3 separate regions of the Mus musculus genome follow, and all the other regions are linked to region 1. A link is a contact called in public promoter capture Hi-C data. All regions are on one chromosome and are shown on one strand. Each heading gives the region's core, a stretch centred on a gene start, on an enhancer-like site or on the middle of the called end of the contact. The rest is flanking DNA. Distances are from core to core; before and after follow the strand shown.

Region 1 (2,542 bases), core at 15-2,514:
AAAGTTAGGAATTTAGAGACTTTCTCAGAACTATCCACACTGAGGGATTGGGTCTGTTTTCATTCTTTTGGCAGGTGGTGCTATCTACATGCCGAGTTTTACAGCCTGAATTGGACTTCCATCATGGAGTGAGTTGTGCTAAGGTCTGAGGCATGTTACAAAACAATCTCTTAGAGTAGGTATTTATCTATGTGTTTGGAAAGATGAGGGAAGTATAGCCCCAGGTAATGGTGTATACTGAATGGCAGAAGCCAGGCATACCAAGTTCCAGGTCAGCCAGTGCTACACAGTAAGACTTTGCATATGAAATTGTGAGGAATGTTTTAAGTGCTCTGGACTTCAGCTACAAGAAGGACTGTGTTGGTTAAGAGTAAGATCTGGTGGCTTGCAGTTGAGAGTACTTGCTCTTAGAGGGGAGGACCTCTGTTCAGTTCTGGCCATCCATATGGCTGCTCACAACTGACCTTCTTAACTCCAATTCAGATGCCCTCTTCTGGCCTTCACAGACACCAGGAATGTGTGTGATGCACAAGTCTACATACAACCAAACACATACACATAAAATAACAAGTAACTTTTTTTTTTAAGAGGATGTGAATCTGAGCTGCCTTGGAAGGCTTTGGGGACCGGGAAAACCACGTAAGCAAGAAAGTAGTTCAAGGGCAGGAAAGATGGCTCAGTGGTTAAGAGCACTGGTTGTTCCAGAAGACCTAGGTTCAATTCCCAGCAACCACATGTTGGGTCACAACCATCTACAATGGGTTCTGATGCCCTCTTCTGGTGTGTCTGAAGAGAGCAACGGTGAATACATTAAATAAATTTAAAAAAAAAAAAAAAGAAAGAGGAAAAAAAAGCAAGTAGTTCAAAGTCAGGTTCATGGTGTCCCCAGCAAATGAACACATATAGATCGACTCGCTTTATATTTCTGTCTCAAAAGTACCGCCACACATAAGGATTTTAGAACCTGGTGTCCTGTGCAAAATGAAGCACTGCATGGAACTAAGCAACCAGCAGAGCGGGAAACAACCAGAAACAGGGCAAGCGACACATGTCGCGTGAACGTTGAGGGTGGCCAGAGTATGTATGACAAAGGTCTGAAGACAAACAGGACAGAGATAGAGAAGCATCCAGGTCACTCCAATCAGACTGAGCTACGTCCTCAAGAGCCACCAGCAACGCAGCCGGAAACGTTCCTTTAGCGTCAAGGCGCTCGGGGCGGAACTGGATGGGGCTCCACCCCCGCAGCCAGGCGGGACTTCCGGCAAGGGAGTGACGGGCGCGGCCTGGGCGGCGGCACGTCCTAAGGTAGCGGCTGCCTGAGGTGACAGCGGCCCGTGGATTCGGGCCCCGGAACGAGCCGCGCTGGCGGCGGCGGCGGTAGCCGCGATGATGGAGATCCAGATGGACGAGGGAGGAGGAGTGGTGGTGTACCAAGACGACTACTGCTCGGGCTCGGTCATGTCGGAGCGTGTGTCGGGCCTGGCGGGCTCCATCTACCGCGAGTTCGAGCGCCTCATTCACTGCTATGACGAGGAGGTGGTCAAGGAGCTCATGCCGCTGGTGGTGAACGTGCTGGAGAACCTTGACTCGGTGCTGAGCGAGAACCAGGAGCACGAGGTGGAGCTGGAGCTCCTACGCGAGGACAACGAGCAGCTGCTCACGCAATACGAGCGCGAGAAGGCGCTGCGCAAACAGGCCGAGGAGGTGCGTGGGCCCCGGCCGCCGCGGAGAGGGACGGTGAGGGACGGTGTGGGTAGCGTGGAGCAGCCAGCTCGGCTCAGCCGGCAGTATGCTGCTGATGCTGATGCTGATGCCGATGCTGCTGGGAGTGCCACTTTCTCCATCCAATTGGGACCTAGAGCACAGCCTGTGCAGAGTCCGGGAGACATGGGCCCCCATTCCTGCTGTCCTCTGACCTTGGCTGCCGCCTGCTGGCTCTGGGTTTTATTCCTTCCCGTCTTTGGAGCAAGTTGCCCTAGAATCACAAAGCCCAGAATTCTACAATTCTAGAAATAAATGCTCTTCGGTTTATGATGGGAAGTGCCTTCTTATATGAGGTTAAATTCCATTTAAGTGAAGTTGACTTGACACAGTCTTAGAGACTACTATTGAAATTAAGAGTCGATCTTGATATTTTGGCTTCTTATTAAGTTAGTGGCCCTGCATCACAGCTAGGATAAAAGCTTTGCTTATCTTGAATCATTCATACTTTCCATGGTTTGCCTTTTGATTGTCAAGATTTTGCTGTGAATGCATGGGCACCACATAACTGGCTTAATCAAGTTCTCTACATATGGGGGGATTCAAAAGCCTCAAAGGATGTGAGGAGGGCTTGGGTGACCTCAGAAACAGGGAACTGGCTCCAGAAACTGTCTGGGCTAGATCAAGGTCACACACTGACCACAGACAAAAGGACAGGCCAAGTAACAGGGTAGACCTTGGCAACAGCTTAAGCCTTACCTTCTGGGTTCATATTGCTGCCTAGTGGGGCAGTACCCTAGAAGTCTGCAGTGTTTGGTCCTTCTAGACCTGCCCTGGAGTT
Region 2 (2,542 bases), core at 13-2,512, 2.9 Mb before region 1:
CTCTGTGAGTTCGAAGTCAGCCTGGTTTACAAATTATTCCAGAAGATCTGTCTTGTTTCCTCAGGAGATTGGGGGGGGGGGGGGCAGATAAATAGATTATTTAAAACTATTAAAACCATAAAAACCAAATTTTGTTGTTGCTAAAGGTTGTTTTGATTTGCTTTTTTTTGAGGTAGGGTCTCCCACCATAGCCTTAAACTCACAGCAATGCTCCATCTCAGTGTACTAGGAAGACAGGCGCCAGGCCCTAACTTTGTTGCTGGGCCTTGTGGCTGCTACACACGGGGCAACACTAATCACATATCTCAGTTATTCCTCCTGATGATCAATAGTTAATGAGGTTCTCACAGGAGCTGAGAATGGAGCTGTACACTAAGACATTTCTTTCCATTTTAACCAGGCATTTGAATAATGTGACATAATCAAATCTGCAAGTTTGTAGGAACACACTCCTGGTTTGTTTGTTTTTTGTTTTGTTGGGCTTTTTTTGGAGGGTGGGGCGAGTTATTTTGACAAGGTCTCAATATGTATCCTTAACTGACCTGGAATTTGCCATCTTCCTGGCTCAGCCTCTCAAGTATTGACATTACAGGTACATGCAGTTTCTGTATACGCAAATGCTTTCCATCTTCAAGCTTGCTTAAAGTTTTATCATTCTGCAAATACCTTCAAATTGCAAAGACCTCACAAAAAGGGTGGGAAAAAACACCCGCTTCCTAATTACTTTCTAAGAAAGGTTGTCATAAAATTTCCAGGAGACTGTAATGCACACACCTGGACCTAAAGAAAAAGAATTTTGCATACAAGGCGTTTTAGGATTATAAAAAAGACCCGCCACTTACAGAATCGTGGGTAAGATACGTATCACAGTAGTCACAATAAAACCTGAAATGACAAAAGAAAACGTCAGCAATTAACAGCTGTCCAAACAAACAGACCCAAAACCCAACTTCCTCGGATTGTAAGTCAAACAAAGCGTCCTGACAGAATGCGAGGCTTCTGAGCGAGGGTCCGCGCCCACTCTGCCAGGATGGCCGGAGAGCCTGGGTCTCCACCCGCCATCCCTCGGAGGGGCTCGCCTTCCCCTCGGAACGTCCAGAACCCGAGGCCGCCGCCCTGCACCTTCACCAGGACCCAACTGACCACCGCAAGTCCGCTTGCTCCCAGGGCCACACTCACTTGGGCATGATGCTCCACAAGCCGTTGGCTACCCCGATCCCCGCCGCCAGGAACTGACGCACACAGGCTGCGCCGACGCGAGCAAAGGATGCAGACAGGAGGGGTAGGACTTCCGCTTCCGGCCTCTGCCCTACGGATGCTGTGGGTGCCTCTGAGGTTCAATCCGCGCTCACTTATTCAGGATTAGTTACTCCGTCTAGGAAGTGCGTAATTTAGTACTATCAACAAAAGGTTCCAAAACCCTGAGTCAGCAGTTCCTACGCTGCGAATCATTAATCCAGCTTCTCAAATTGTGGTGACCCCCCCAACCAGAAATTATTCTTGTCGCTATTTCATAACTGTAATTTTGCCACTCGTATGACTAGTAATGCAAATTATCGGTGTTTTCTGATGGTCTTAGGAGAAACCTGTGAACGGGTTGTTCGACCCGCAAAAGGTGTCACGACCACTGCTCTAGTATGTACCCAGCTCTTCTGTAAATGAGAAGTGAAAAAGGCAGAACCAAATCAGGTAAAAGTTCTCATTCTCCAAGACCTGATTAGCAGTAAGCTGAAATCGATCAGTGGCTGAGGGATCAAAGTCCTATGCTGGGGAAATGAAGCGGGGAAGAGCGCAGCTGAACATCAAGGAAGACAAAGAAAATGTAGAAGACGATCACTGAGAAATTGATCATTGTATTTGAGCAATTAAGACAGACGTGAATTGTAGGGACACACTCCTGGGTGAGTGGGGCGGGTCTCAAGTTTTAAACCCTGTCTCCCTGCTTCCTTCCTAGCTGTGCAATTTACTCTCTCTGAGCTTCAGTTTCCTTATCTGAAAAGTAAAGGTAATAACTTGTGCAGTTTAAGGAAGAATCAAATGTAAAAATGCTGGAAAGTAGCTGGAGAATTGGTGTAGCGATTAAGCATTTGTTGCTCTTGGAACAATCTAAGTTCGATCACCAACACTCCCCCGTGGTGACTCCCACCTGTCTGCAGCTCAAGTCTCAGGGTGTCTGATGGATCTTTTTTAATCCACTCCCAGCACTAGGCACATACATGGTGCACTTACAAACTAAACACCCATATACATACAATAATACAAAAATGAATTTAAGCCGGGCAGTGGTGGCGCACGCCTTTAATCCCAGCACTTGGGAGGCAGAGGCAGGCAGATTTCTGAGTTCAAGGCCAGCCTGGTCTACAGAGTGAGTTCCAGGACAGCCAGGGCTACACAGGGAAACCTTGTCTAAAATAAAACAAAATATAAAAAAAATTTAAATGTAAAGCTCATAGGGCATTTAGCGAAAGGTCTATGCACTTAGGCCACCATAAATGGTAGTGATTCTATAGACGTTGTTAGCAGTACATTGCCAACTAACAGG
Region 3 (2,542 bases), core at 23-2,522, 2.9 Mb before region 1:
AGGTTCTGCTCTGAAATTTGGATATGATAACAATCACCAGGCGATTTTGAGCCTCCTCCCAGGCCCACTGACTTCAGTTGAGTCTCTTTTCAGAAGTAGTTGTGACAGTAGTTATCCCAGCAAGTAGGGGTAGGAGGATGAGATCAAAGGCAACTCCAGGAAGAAAGCCCGCCTCTGCCTCTTGAGTGCTGGGGTGGTTTATTTTTTAAAGGCAGGGTCTAGAGTATCTCTGGCTGGCATCAAACACACAGAAATTTGCCTGCCTCCCCAGTGCCGCCACCCTTGGCTGTCAGCCAGGCCTTATATGCAAGAGCGAAGTATCTCTGCTCTCAGGAACCCAGGTCTTCATACCTTCGGGGAAACAGCTTAAGCCAAGTCCCCAGTTGCCCAGTTTCTTACCCACCCCCATCCCTGTACCTAGTCATATCTAACAGGTGACACTGAGAAAATACTTGGTGACAGAACGGGCAGATGAGTCTCTCCACAGCTGAGCTTCTTAATCCTTCAGCTTCAAATGGAGCCTCACATTAGTAGATACACTGGATACTGTCTACAGTCATTTTTTTGGTCGTGGATTTTAGAGACAGAACAAGATTTGCTAAATTCTAGGGTATTGACCTTTCTTTGCAGAGGATCGGTTCCTCTGACCTGTAACTGGTGCTTGCATTAGGCTGCCTTTATTTTCTGGAAACGTAATGCTAAGGTTGCATAGTAACATAGGCAGTCATGAGAAACTCAGGTCAGAATCCAGAGACTAAGCGTGCACCGCCGCGACCTTGGGAAAATGTCTGTTTGAATACTAAGTCCCCTGAGAGCGGAGCAGCAAGAGTCCGCTCTGTGCTGCCCTTTGCCCTTTGCCCCAGTCCCAGCCTCTGTTCCTGTGGCGACTTCGGGTTCCCAGCCTGAGCATGGGTGGGGTCGCTCGTCTCCGAAGCACCTCTCAGACTCGTGACTCCTCCCACGCAGTGTGGGGACTCAGGCGAGGACAGAGACCCGCCCAGTATCCGCTCTTTCCGGCTTCCCGTTTCCTGCCCCCTCCGCTCTGTCGCGGTGAGGTCACGCGAGAGACGTCACCGAGTTATGACGTCACTGAAGGCGGGCTTTCGGGAGAGGAAGGGGCGGGGTCCGAGCGGCCCCGCGCGTGCGCGTTGGGCGCGGCCCGGGAGGAGGCGGAGGCGGCGGTGCTGCGAACCGCGGCGGCAGCAGCGGCGGCGGCGGAGGCGGGCGCTGGGGGGGGTGGGAGGGGGGGGAGCGCGAGCCCCAGAGCCAGCGAGAGAGGAGCGAGCGGTGCGGTGCGGCGCGGCTCGGCGCGGCGCGCGCAGCCCATGAGGCGGTGAGAGGCCTGGGGCCTGTCTCGGAGCAGTGCGCGCGGCGCCGGCCAGCAGCGGGCCGCCCTTCGTGGGCTCGGGCCCGGGCGCGGCGGCCGCCCGTGGAGAAGCAGGTCGGGGCGGTGGAAGCTGTGCGTCCGGGCCCCCCGCCATGGAGGGCATGGACGTGGACTTGGATCCGGAGCTCATGCAGAAGTTCAGCTGCCTGGGCACCACAGACAAGGACGTGCTCATCTCCGAGTTCCAGCGGCTACTCGGCTTCCAGCTCAACCCGGCCGGCTGCGCCTTCTTCCTGGACATGACCAACTGGTGAGTCCGCCCCACGCGGAGCCAATCCTGCTGGCAGCGGCCTCGCGGCCCCGAGGGCAAAAACACCGGAGCCCGCTCGTGGAGTACTCCCGGGCAGGGCAGGGCCCAGGCCGGGAGGTGGCAGGGAGTCAGAGCCCGAAGAACATGGGAAGAGGGGAGAAGTGGTGAGGTGGAAGCCAGGGGAGTCGATCTGGGGCGAAAAGCGTGTGTTCTGGGAGTAGAAAGCACAGGAAACGAGAGTTGCGAAGTGTTTTCCTTTTAAATAGGTGCGAAGTGTAGGAGCTGAGGATGACAGAACGGTGTGGAAACTCGAGGGAGTGTGTTAGGTGCTGAGGTCGAACTCTGGGCGCGGGAGAGGTCTCGGAGCTGAGAATAGATCTTGTGTCTCTTTGAGGAGATAAGGGCGAAAACGACTTTTGCGGCGGAGGGAACACAAATTATAATCAACTGAGTATGGTGAGAAAGGAAGAGTTGTGCCAGGGAGAAGTGACATCTAATGGAGGCGCCGGAGCGCCAGGCCTGCGACGAGGACTGGGAAAAGTCTTCAGAAAGTGGAGGGAAGCTGATCTTGGAGGCAGGAACTTTGTGAAGACACTGGCGTGCTGGGCAGAGGCTTGGCCTTGGGAACTTTGACGAGCTTACTGATTGGATGGGCTTAGTTGACAGAAAACTGAGAAATGTATAGGTTGGGGGCCAGGGGTTCTGGCTTGTAGTTGGGTTGTACAGGCTGAAGTGGAGCTGTCTCCAGGCACCGACGTGTGTCTTGGTTCTTAGAGCAGCACTTGCTGTTTTTGATAAGCAAGAATACTTTCTCTTGGTCTCCAAGTAGGGATTGTTAAGTTCACTCGGGAATTTAACCATTAGACTGGAGACCATTAGACGGCCTTTGAAAGGCTCTCAGGTGA

The links. Promoter capture Hi-C pulls out the DNA fragments that hold promoters and counts their contacts.
Region 2: a contact with region 1 is called in a promoter capture Hi-C map of pre-B cells, with 4 times the contacts expected there. The contact joins the promoter of Snrpc here to the promoter of Mapk8ip3 in region 1. A contact is called at or near these places in 2 of 39 promoter capture datasets (liver and pre-B cells).
Region 3: a contact with region 1 is called in a promoter capture Hi-C map of pre-B cells, with 2.8 times the contacts expected there. The contact joins the promoter of Ilrun here to the promoter of Mapk8ip3 in region 1.

Annotation. Positions count from the first base shown.
Region 1 is chr17:24,935,699-24,938,240 of GRCm38.p6, reverse strand. It overlaps Mapk8ip3 (mitogen-activated protein kinase 8 interacting protein 3), which reads left to right and starts at 1,264. Exons shown (of 33, transcript NM_001163449.1): 1 at 1,264-1,704. The coding sequence starts at 1,387.
Region 2 is chr17:27,838,807-27,841,348 of GRCm38.p6, reverse strand. Snrpc (U1 small nuclear ribonucleoprotein C) reads right to left here and starts at 1,262. Exons shown (of 6, transcript NM_011432.2): 1 at 1,180-1,262; 2 at 843-885. The coding sequence starts at 1,187.
Region 3 is chr17:27,819,272-27,821,813 of GRCm38.p6, reverse strand. It overlaps Ilrun (inflammation and lipid regulator with UBA-like and NBR1-like domains), which reads left to right and starts at 1,272. Exons shown (of 5, transcript NM_001033279.3): 1 at 1,272-1,637. The coding sequence starts at 1,480.